Regions from separate parts of the Lactuca sativa genome. Here region 2 is linked to region 1. The links are chromatin contacts, called in public Hi-C maps. All regions are on one chromosome and are shown on one strand. Each heading gives the region's core, a stretch centred on a gene start, on an enhancer-like site or on the middle of the called end of the contact. The rest is flanking DNA. Distances are from core to core; before and after follow the strand shown. Region 1 holds the start of LOC111883455. Region 2 holds the start of LOC111883383 (nudix hydrolase 18, mitochondrial).

Region 1 (4,340 bases), core at 1,045-3,544:
AGTCCACTTTGACAACCCTCTCTAACTCGCCCTGACTCACTGAGTCAACCCCTGACTCGACTGGACCACTCACTGACCGGTCCAAGGCAATCTTCAAGCTACTCGCCGAGTCTGCTCATCGGACTCGGCGAGTCCATGCCATGCAATCACTCAAACTTGCTTCTAAGGTCAGATCTACTCCAACAATTCATAGATCTGGCCCTCCTAGACTGATTCATCACGTAAAGTCCCAGTCTTGATGCATAAACAACCTCTATATGACCAATTATGAAGAATCATCAACAAATCTCACTACACAAGGTCATGACCTCCATTGTTCTCTATAAAGCTTGATGAATGAGGCTCTCTGGACCTCTATGGATCCAGATCCGAAGTCTCATCACTAGCATGGGACTATTTGGCCATCAAATCAACTCAACAAGGCCACAAGAAACCCTAAAATCGATTATACTTCACAAAACAGGAGATGAGCCGAAATCATACCTTTAGATTGAAGGGTCAAGCTTCAAATCCACCAAATAGCAGTCTCCTTTGCCTCCTCTTGGCTAGAGCCTCCCTCTTCTTTGCTAAACAACACACAAATGTCAAGAAATGCCTCCTTTCTCTCTCAAATCGCTAAAGCACTTTTAGGGTTTCTCTCTATGGACTGATGGATGCAAATGACGGCCATAAGGCCATTTAAATAGGTCCCAAACCCGAGAAATTAGGGTTTCATTAAACAGCGTGGACTCGCCGAGTCCATATCCTGGACTCGCCGAGTCCAGACGAATCCCGCGTCCAGAATCGCGACCCTACTCGGCGAGTCTGAGCTCCAACTCGCCGAGTCCCTTCTCAAAACTCAAAAATATCAAAACAATAAAATACCTGGAAATCCGGGCTGTTACAAGAAGAGAGAAATCAGTAATGGATGCTCAAACTTGAGTTCATGATCTACAAATATATTAGGTGAGTATTATCTCTTTTAGTACAGATGAAAAGTAGCATGAGTGACCATAAACGATTAGACATTCTCTTTAGTTGTGATTGCAGATGCATTTGTATAGTCAAGCTGAAAAAGGAAGTTGTAATGGAAATGGAAGAACCCTAATTGCACTTGACACTCCCGACTGTGGATATATACATTCAAATTAGAAGAAAAGTTGTCAATTCTAACATATAATACGTGGTAGAAACCTAGATTACAAGTTTTGAAACATAGTAAAGCAAGTGATAAAAGGAACGACTTAATGAAAGAACCGATGTTTAATATTACAAATGTTCTATGGATCACTCAAACTCCAAAAATGAAATTAGCGTAAAAACTAAGTCAACAACCCTAACCAGTAACGGTTTCTTGTCGTCTCTTCTTCGATCCAACCTAACTAGTAAGGATCGTCGTCTCTTTTTCAATCGAACCTGCTCGCTTCATTGTATTCTTGTTTCTCCAAATAGGAATAATCTTTGGATAATCAAACTCAAATTTGAAAATTTTTAACCGGGAATCGGAAAGCATAGCCGATAGACAAAAATTGAAAGAGTTTTTTGGAAATCAATAAGTTTGTACCTGATTCAAAGTTATGCTCATATATTGGAAGACGACAGAAGATCTCATTCAGAATTATGCTCCTGATTTCTTGCTATTTAGCTTGATTTGTGGAAGATTTATTGTTCATTTTGTGGGATCACATATAACTTTTACATAAGACAAGCGTGACCGGAAACCATAAGCATGGGTTTTAATAGGACAAAGTGTATTTTTGGTATTTCACAATAAAAGTTTTAGGCGGGAAAATAATCTATGTGGGGTTAAGGAGATGACATGTGACGATACTATTTTATTAGAGTAGAGGATTCTGTTTTTGGAACATTCCTCTCTCTTGGACCCTGTAGAGGGGCTATTCATAGACCCCGCTAGGTAGCTGCTCCTTGGAACCCTGTACCCAAGGGTGCTGCCTCCATACCCCGTATTCTCGAGTTCATAATTAACATTTTGAGTATACACCACACACTTCCAATATCATATAGCAAACATAACACAATCTGTCTCAATAGCAAATCTATTTATACTAAAATATGTTGATAACATTAAAATCACCAACATAAATTTCTAATATCAATACATAAAAACTTATGTCTTGCTTGTGTATCAAATTGGTGGATCTATTTGTATTTTGTAATACTATTTTATAAATCAAAACGAAAAGCGCTCGTGTTATGAGGTTTGGATTCGGACGGGGCCCATAATCGATTTTAAAAACCACGGATCTGCTGCTTTCAGTTTCAGAAGCATTTTTTAGGCCCAATAAAACTTTCAAGCCTTTTCATTTCCCGCTCTTCAATTCGAAAATCAGATTAGAGAGAGAAACAGAGAAAATTCCTCAGATTTGCTTTCAGAGGCATCTACAATGGCCGTCGAAATTTCTGAAGAGAAGCACTTGATGCAAAAGATTGCCAAGGTTTTTAACGACGCTCGAGCATCTCGAGCATCACACATCCGCAAGCTCAAAGATCTTTCTGCTCTCCGTTCTTCAGTTCCTCTTGCTCAATTCTTCGATGCTTTCTCTAAAAACCTAACCCTTATCTTCACCACCCAGCGCCGTATCGCTTCTGTCGAACGGATAGTTCAATTTGTTGCTATTTTCGCCTGCCTACGCGATCCTAACCATTCCGAGGACTGTGATGAATTTTTTGAACGGTTTTTGCGGCTTCTCATGGCTGGTACCGCTGCTACCAGCAGAACTGCCAGATTTAGGGCCTGTCAGATCATTTCGGAGGTATTTGTTTGTGTTCTGTTGTTATTTGAGAGTTATGCTTGTTACTTGTCTACTCTTGTTATGAAATTGATACATGGATGTGCATTTATTAGCTAATTTTACCGAAAATCTATGACTATATTGGTCTGTCATTGGCTTTTAGAGCTGAAAATATTTTGGTGATGGAGTCATTATATCAATTTATGTCCGGTTTTACTGTGAGAATCTGGAAAAAGTTATTTTCAGTTCCAAATAGAGAAGTTTGATCTGGAAATTGATGAGTTCTATTTTTTCAAGAAATATGAAATGATGTTTCTGCTAGTACCGTGGTAGAATTCATATCAAAATTGCATTTTGACATTTAGAACTCATATATAGCCCACTTTTGTCAAGGGTTGATGTATTTATTGCCTTTTTCTACTAAACGGAGTATAGATACAATTGACATTCGAATGTCCACATCAATTGTTGTTGGTGAGTGTTCTTATTCACTAGGATGGACTAATAAAATTATATATGCATTGATACTTTATGTGAATTTGAGTAGTTCAACTTTATTACTTTACTTATTTCTGTTTTAGTCTCCATCTTTATTTATTTCTCACTCGATGGAATCTTTATTGTCAGATCATAATGCGATTGCCAGACGATGCAGAAGTGAGTGATGAGCTGTGGGATGAAGTAATCGATTGCATCAAGGTTCGTGTGGGGGATAAAGTCCCAGTAATCCGCACCTATTCTGTTAGGGCTTTATCCCGTTTTGCAAATGATGCAGAAAACAGCGACATTCTTGAACTATTACTCGAAACATTACCCTCAGAACAGAATCACGTAAGTTTTGTTTGCCCTAGTTTCTATATTCCACTCTTGTCATTCTTTCATCTCTTAATCACACTCCTTTTCCCAACATATTCTATCTATACAGGATGTTCGCAAAACCATACTTCTATCCTTACCAGCTTCTAATGCAACATCAACAGCAATCATCAATTGCACATTAGATGTGAATGAATCTGTCAGAAAAGCTGCTTATTGTGTTTTAGCCAGTAAATTCCCTCTTCAGAGTCTCAGGTACTTTGTATGCACTTACAAAACTATAATCATATAACACTCTTTTATTAAATCACTCTACTTTAACTCCCAATTCTTTGATTTCTATAGCATTAAGCAAAGGACAATTATACTCCAAAGGGGACTTGCTGATCGTTCTGCAGCTGTCACCAAAGAATGCCTTAAGTTACTTAAAGATGAATGGCTTATGAAGTCATGCAATGGAAACCCAATTGAGCTTCTTAAGTTTCTTGATGTAGAAACTTATGAGTCCATTGGGGTGTCTGTAATGGAGGCTTTATTGAAATCTGGTCTAGTCAAGTTACATGGTGGTCAAACTATCAACCAATTCATATCATCAAACAGCAACACAACTGAAGGTAAGTCATAAGTGTACATTTTCTTTTTCTTTTATACCTTTCTTTCCTTCTTTGAATGAATATTCGGTTATCTTTTTTGTGTATCTCAGGGCAAAATGTGCAACAAGTGGATGCTGAAGTTGCATTGTATTTAAGAACTTTATGCAAACACTTACAAACAGAAGCACAATCAAAAGGG
Region 2 (4,340 bases), core at 709-3,208, 220 kb after region 1:
TTGGGCTTTGTTTTGGGTTCGGGCCTTAGTTTTGGATCATATTGGGCCAGGGGTAAAATGGTCATTTTACCCCATGCATGGATTAAGGATTATGGTATGGGACCCAATTGCTAATTAGGTATATTGATTGGTAGTGACAGTTTGGGTAGCTGGTGGGGCAGCAACTAAGGATTTCTTCAGGAAGCTTCTGCATTCGAGGTGAGTCTTCTCACCATACCCATGGGTCTAAGACACCAAGGTCGGCGCATTATGTGATAATGGTACATGTGTTAGTCATTTTGTGATTTGATACGCTATGTGATTGTGTATTATTGCATGGAAGACCCGGGGGGGGGGGGGGGAGCCCGTGGCATTGGATGTAAAACCATGTGGGGTAGCCCATGGCATTCCTAGGTAAAGACCATGTGGGGTAGCCCATGTCACAATGGTGTAAGACCCTGGGGGAGCCCACGACATCCTTACAGGTTTATTTGTGTTATGTGTAGATATTTTTGTGATATATGATATGTTTATGTGATATATGTTATGCTAGTTGTCTTTGTGATACTTGCATGGAAGATCCCCCCGGGGGGGGGGGGGGGAGCCCGTGGCAATTAGATATAAGACCATGTGGGGTAGCCCATGGCATTCTCAGGTTAAGACCATGTGGGGTATCCCATGACACAATGGTGTAAGATCCTGGGGGGAGCCCACGACATCCTTACAGGTTTTTGTATGCATGACTTATGTATTATATGTAGCTTTTATAGCTAGTAGGAAATGTGATACAGGTAGCTGGTATTGCATCATTATATGTGATATGTGTTTTGTGTGTATGGTATGCTCTGGGAAACTCACTAAGCTTCGTGCTTACAGGTTTTGTTTATGGTTTCAGGTATCATTGTTTTGGAAAGGAAGGGTTCGGATTGATCGCAGTGCACACACCTATGACTTCCGCAGTGAATGATTTTGGGATGAACTCTGATAAATGTTTTACTTAATGATGATTTGAATTGTTTAGAATAAAGGGTATCAATGTTTTAGCTATACTAAAAATGAAATTTTTACCCTTGATTTTTTGGTCATTACAGTTATCAAAGCAAGCCAACCTTTAAAAAATGACAAAGATCTTTGCTTTGATAAGACAAAGGTGAAAGAGTTGTAACAATGTATATCACAAGGACCAACATCATTTTCTTAATTCTTAGAGTTACAAAGTTCCCAAATAAAAACCAAAATCATCAAAAAAAACCAAATTAGCATTTATCAAGTTTCAACCAAGAAGCACGAAAGTGAAGTCAACCCAGTATCTTCACATTTCTATTCTAAATATGAATACACCACTATTTCCATAAACTTATGTGTACTAGTACATGAACCTCATAATACACTCTTCAAATGACAAACCATGTCAACTGCCAATTATAAATCCTCCTTTGCACCATGTGCTACACAAAAACATTATGATACGAAGAATATAAGTATCAACATTAGATATTAAAAAAACATTATAATGCAAGGGCGTAGAGTTATGTATAATGTTAAATATTACTATAGACTTATACAAACTAAAATGCAATAAAAATCTATAAACTTATAAAGCAATCATGAAAAGATGAATAGTTAACAATAGAGACAATATTTGAGATACATAATTTTTGATTAAGAGACAACATTTGGTTCATGCAAGCCGGTTAACTAAAAGTTAACTAGAAGTTGACAACTATCTTACAAGGGCAATTTTGTCATTATCTCTAGTATAGTATTATGATAAATGGGAAGCCGGTAATGCTGAGCTGGAAACATTAGGTAAGCCGGTAAATATACACTGGCTCGTGTCAGTCAGCATCACATTTAATATTATTTCCATTTTTACCCTTTTACAAAATAAGCATCAAGGTCCCATATGTGGCCCCTCCTTCGACCTCTCTTCCGTGACACAAAGTGTGCCTGATCTATATATGGGTTCCTCTAGCTCTCTCATTTCTTCAACTTCAATCTCAACTAACTAAGATCTTATTTTAGTGCTTCAACAGAGATTTTTAATTCAGTTTTTGTTCTCTGGCATCGCGTTGTGTTTAGATCTTTTGATTTCCAAGAAGAATTTGAAAAGAAAAAAGATGGTGGGTATATTGGTTGCTCGCAGTGGTCGGCAGTTGCAGCGTTACAACAAAGGTCAACGTATTGTTGTTGGGTTAGTCTCTGTTCTTGAATCTATTCGTCTTCAATTTAGGTTATCTGTTATGGGTGGATCAAAACATTTATAATTCGAGATGGGTTTTACCTAATTTCATAATCGGGTGAAACATCAATTTTGGGGATTTTTACGTTATAACCCAAGTTGTTTGAAATCCGGAGTGCTGATCTTAATCTCCTTTAACAAATTTGTTACTTGTTTTTCAATAACGGAAATTATTTTCTAATAATTTATGTGGTAAACGTTGTGCAGATGCATACCTTACAGATTGAAAGGTGGTATGAAAGCATCAAGCAAGAATATAGAAGATGCACTCGAGGTGCTTGTGATAAGTACTCAAAGAAAAGGCAAAGGAGTGTTGTTCCCTAAGGTAAATTATTAATTTTCGATCTTAAATTCTTTTCATATGAATCTTTCTTCTCGAATTACATATCACTAACAAATGGTCAACTCTTTAACAGGGAGGTTGGGAATTGGATGAATCGATCCAAGATGCTGCCCGAAGAGAAACAATGGAAGAAGCCGGAGTATTAGGAACTGTTGAGGTTTGTTCTTTTCTTCATAATTTCTCATGTCAATAATGTATCAAAATACATGAAATAAGTCAATAACCCCTCAATGATCAAGCAACTTAAAATCAATCTTCTTCTTTTGAATTTCTTGTAGAGTGAATTGGGTAAATGGTGCTTCAAGAGCAAAGGCAATGATGCATTGTATGAAGGGCACATGTTCCCTTTACTTGTGAAGGAACAACTCGATCTATGGCCTGAGAAAGACATACGCCAAAGATATTGGGTATGTTTTAAAACTCAAAAAGATTTCAACTTTTGATTCAATTACAAAAGCTTTCGCTAACAAATCTCTTAATTATTATATAGGTGAGTGTATCTAAAGTTAAAGAACAATGCCCATATGTTTGGATGAAAGAAGCACTAGACATGCTAGTGACAAGACTCAAGTCAACTCCACTCAAGATGGAGGATTTGAGTTATTGATTAAAGCACCCTGACTTAAATTTGTAAATAGAAAGATAATTGAAGATGAAGTGCTTTAAAGTGATTAAAGATTAAAGATTGCACTTTTTGATCAAAAGATGGACTTAATCGAAGGTGAAAAAGCTTTTGGTTATAATCACAAGCACTTGCAGTTCAAGAAACCGAAGAAGATGAAACAAATAATCAAAAGCCAGGAATGGAATGTGTAATTCCCACAACTTGTGTTTCAATTCTTCCTTTTTTTCATAGCCTTGAAGCCACCGGTGAGGTTATGGTTTTATGGGACACAAGTCGCGGGAATTGCTTGGACACAAGACGGAATCCACTGTTCCGAACCTTTTCTTTTTTCGGGAATTCTTGTTACCCTGGAATGGAATTGCTCAGTTGAATTTTTTTTACATGGGTGTGTACACCATGGTTCATCATCAATTGAAAGGTTCCTTCAATGGCAAATGGAATTAGACAATTAGTTGTCATGTTGTATTGTTTTCTTGGTTGTTTCCTGTGGATGTATGTAGGTTGGTTCTTATTGTAAAATCAAGGTTTCCAAGAAATTAAGCACAACTAAGTAGGGTTAGTTGTGTTAGCCATGTATATGAACTTATGTTATCAATGAATTTAGATGGCTTGACAATTGTTAGTTCAAGTTTTCTTTAAGACATAATTATGAGTTTCATTGTCGTTATTGAAAGAGGCTTGATTCGTTTGAGCAGGAAATCATATGATATGATTATATGCATTAATGATTAAAGTAGTGATTTTGTGTTTGTTATCCTATTCTTGTAAATGCGTGTAAGACGGAAATAATAAGACGTAAATAATTAAACAATCACAAAAAGTGGAAATGAAGCCAATATCTCAATAAGTAGACTCATTGGTGGACACGGATGCAAAATATTTGAATAGGGGTGGGCACTAAAAAAAAAAAAGTAGTGACATTTAAAATATTTGAATAGTAGTGGCACTAAAAAAAAAATAGGGACATTCATATTTGGAAGATGTTGCACCTAATACAAATAACTAAATAAATAAAAAGGGTTGAATTGGAGTAGTAGCCAGGACCCCCGGGCACTACATAGGTCCGCTAATGAGTAGACTACCGGTATATTTATTTACTATCTTGATTCTAAGTCCTTGCACTTTAGTCTCACATATGATGCATGTCCTTG

Evidence for each region. A called contact is a pair of places that touch in the nucleus more often than the background predicts.
Region 2: a Hi-C map of leaf shows a contact between it and region 1, with 9 times the contacts expected there. The contact joins the promoter of LOC111883383 here to the promoter of LOC111883455 in region 1. A contact is called at or near these places in 2 of 4 Hi-C or Micro-C datasets (both in leaf).

The regions. Positions count from the first base shown.
Region 1 is chr2:155,346,304-155,350,643 of Lsat_Salinas_v11, forward strand. LOC111883455 reads left to right here and starts at 2,295. Exons shown (of 10, transcript XM_023879787.3): 1 at 2,295-2,753; 2 at 3,360-3,563; 3 at 3,658-3,803; 4 at 3,894-4,162; 5 at 4,252-4,340. The coding sequence starts at 2,385.
Region 2 is chr2:155,566,178-155,570,517 of Lsat_Salinas_v11, forward strand. LOC111883383 (nudix hydrolase 18, mitochondrial) reads left to right here and starts at 1,959. Exons shown (of 5, transcript XM_023879709.3): 1 at 1,959-2,173; 2 at 2,429-2,546; 3 at 2,638-2,721; 4 at 2,843-2,971; 5 at 3,055-3,805. The coding sequence starts at 2,100. The coding sequence ends at 3,171.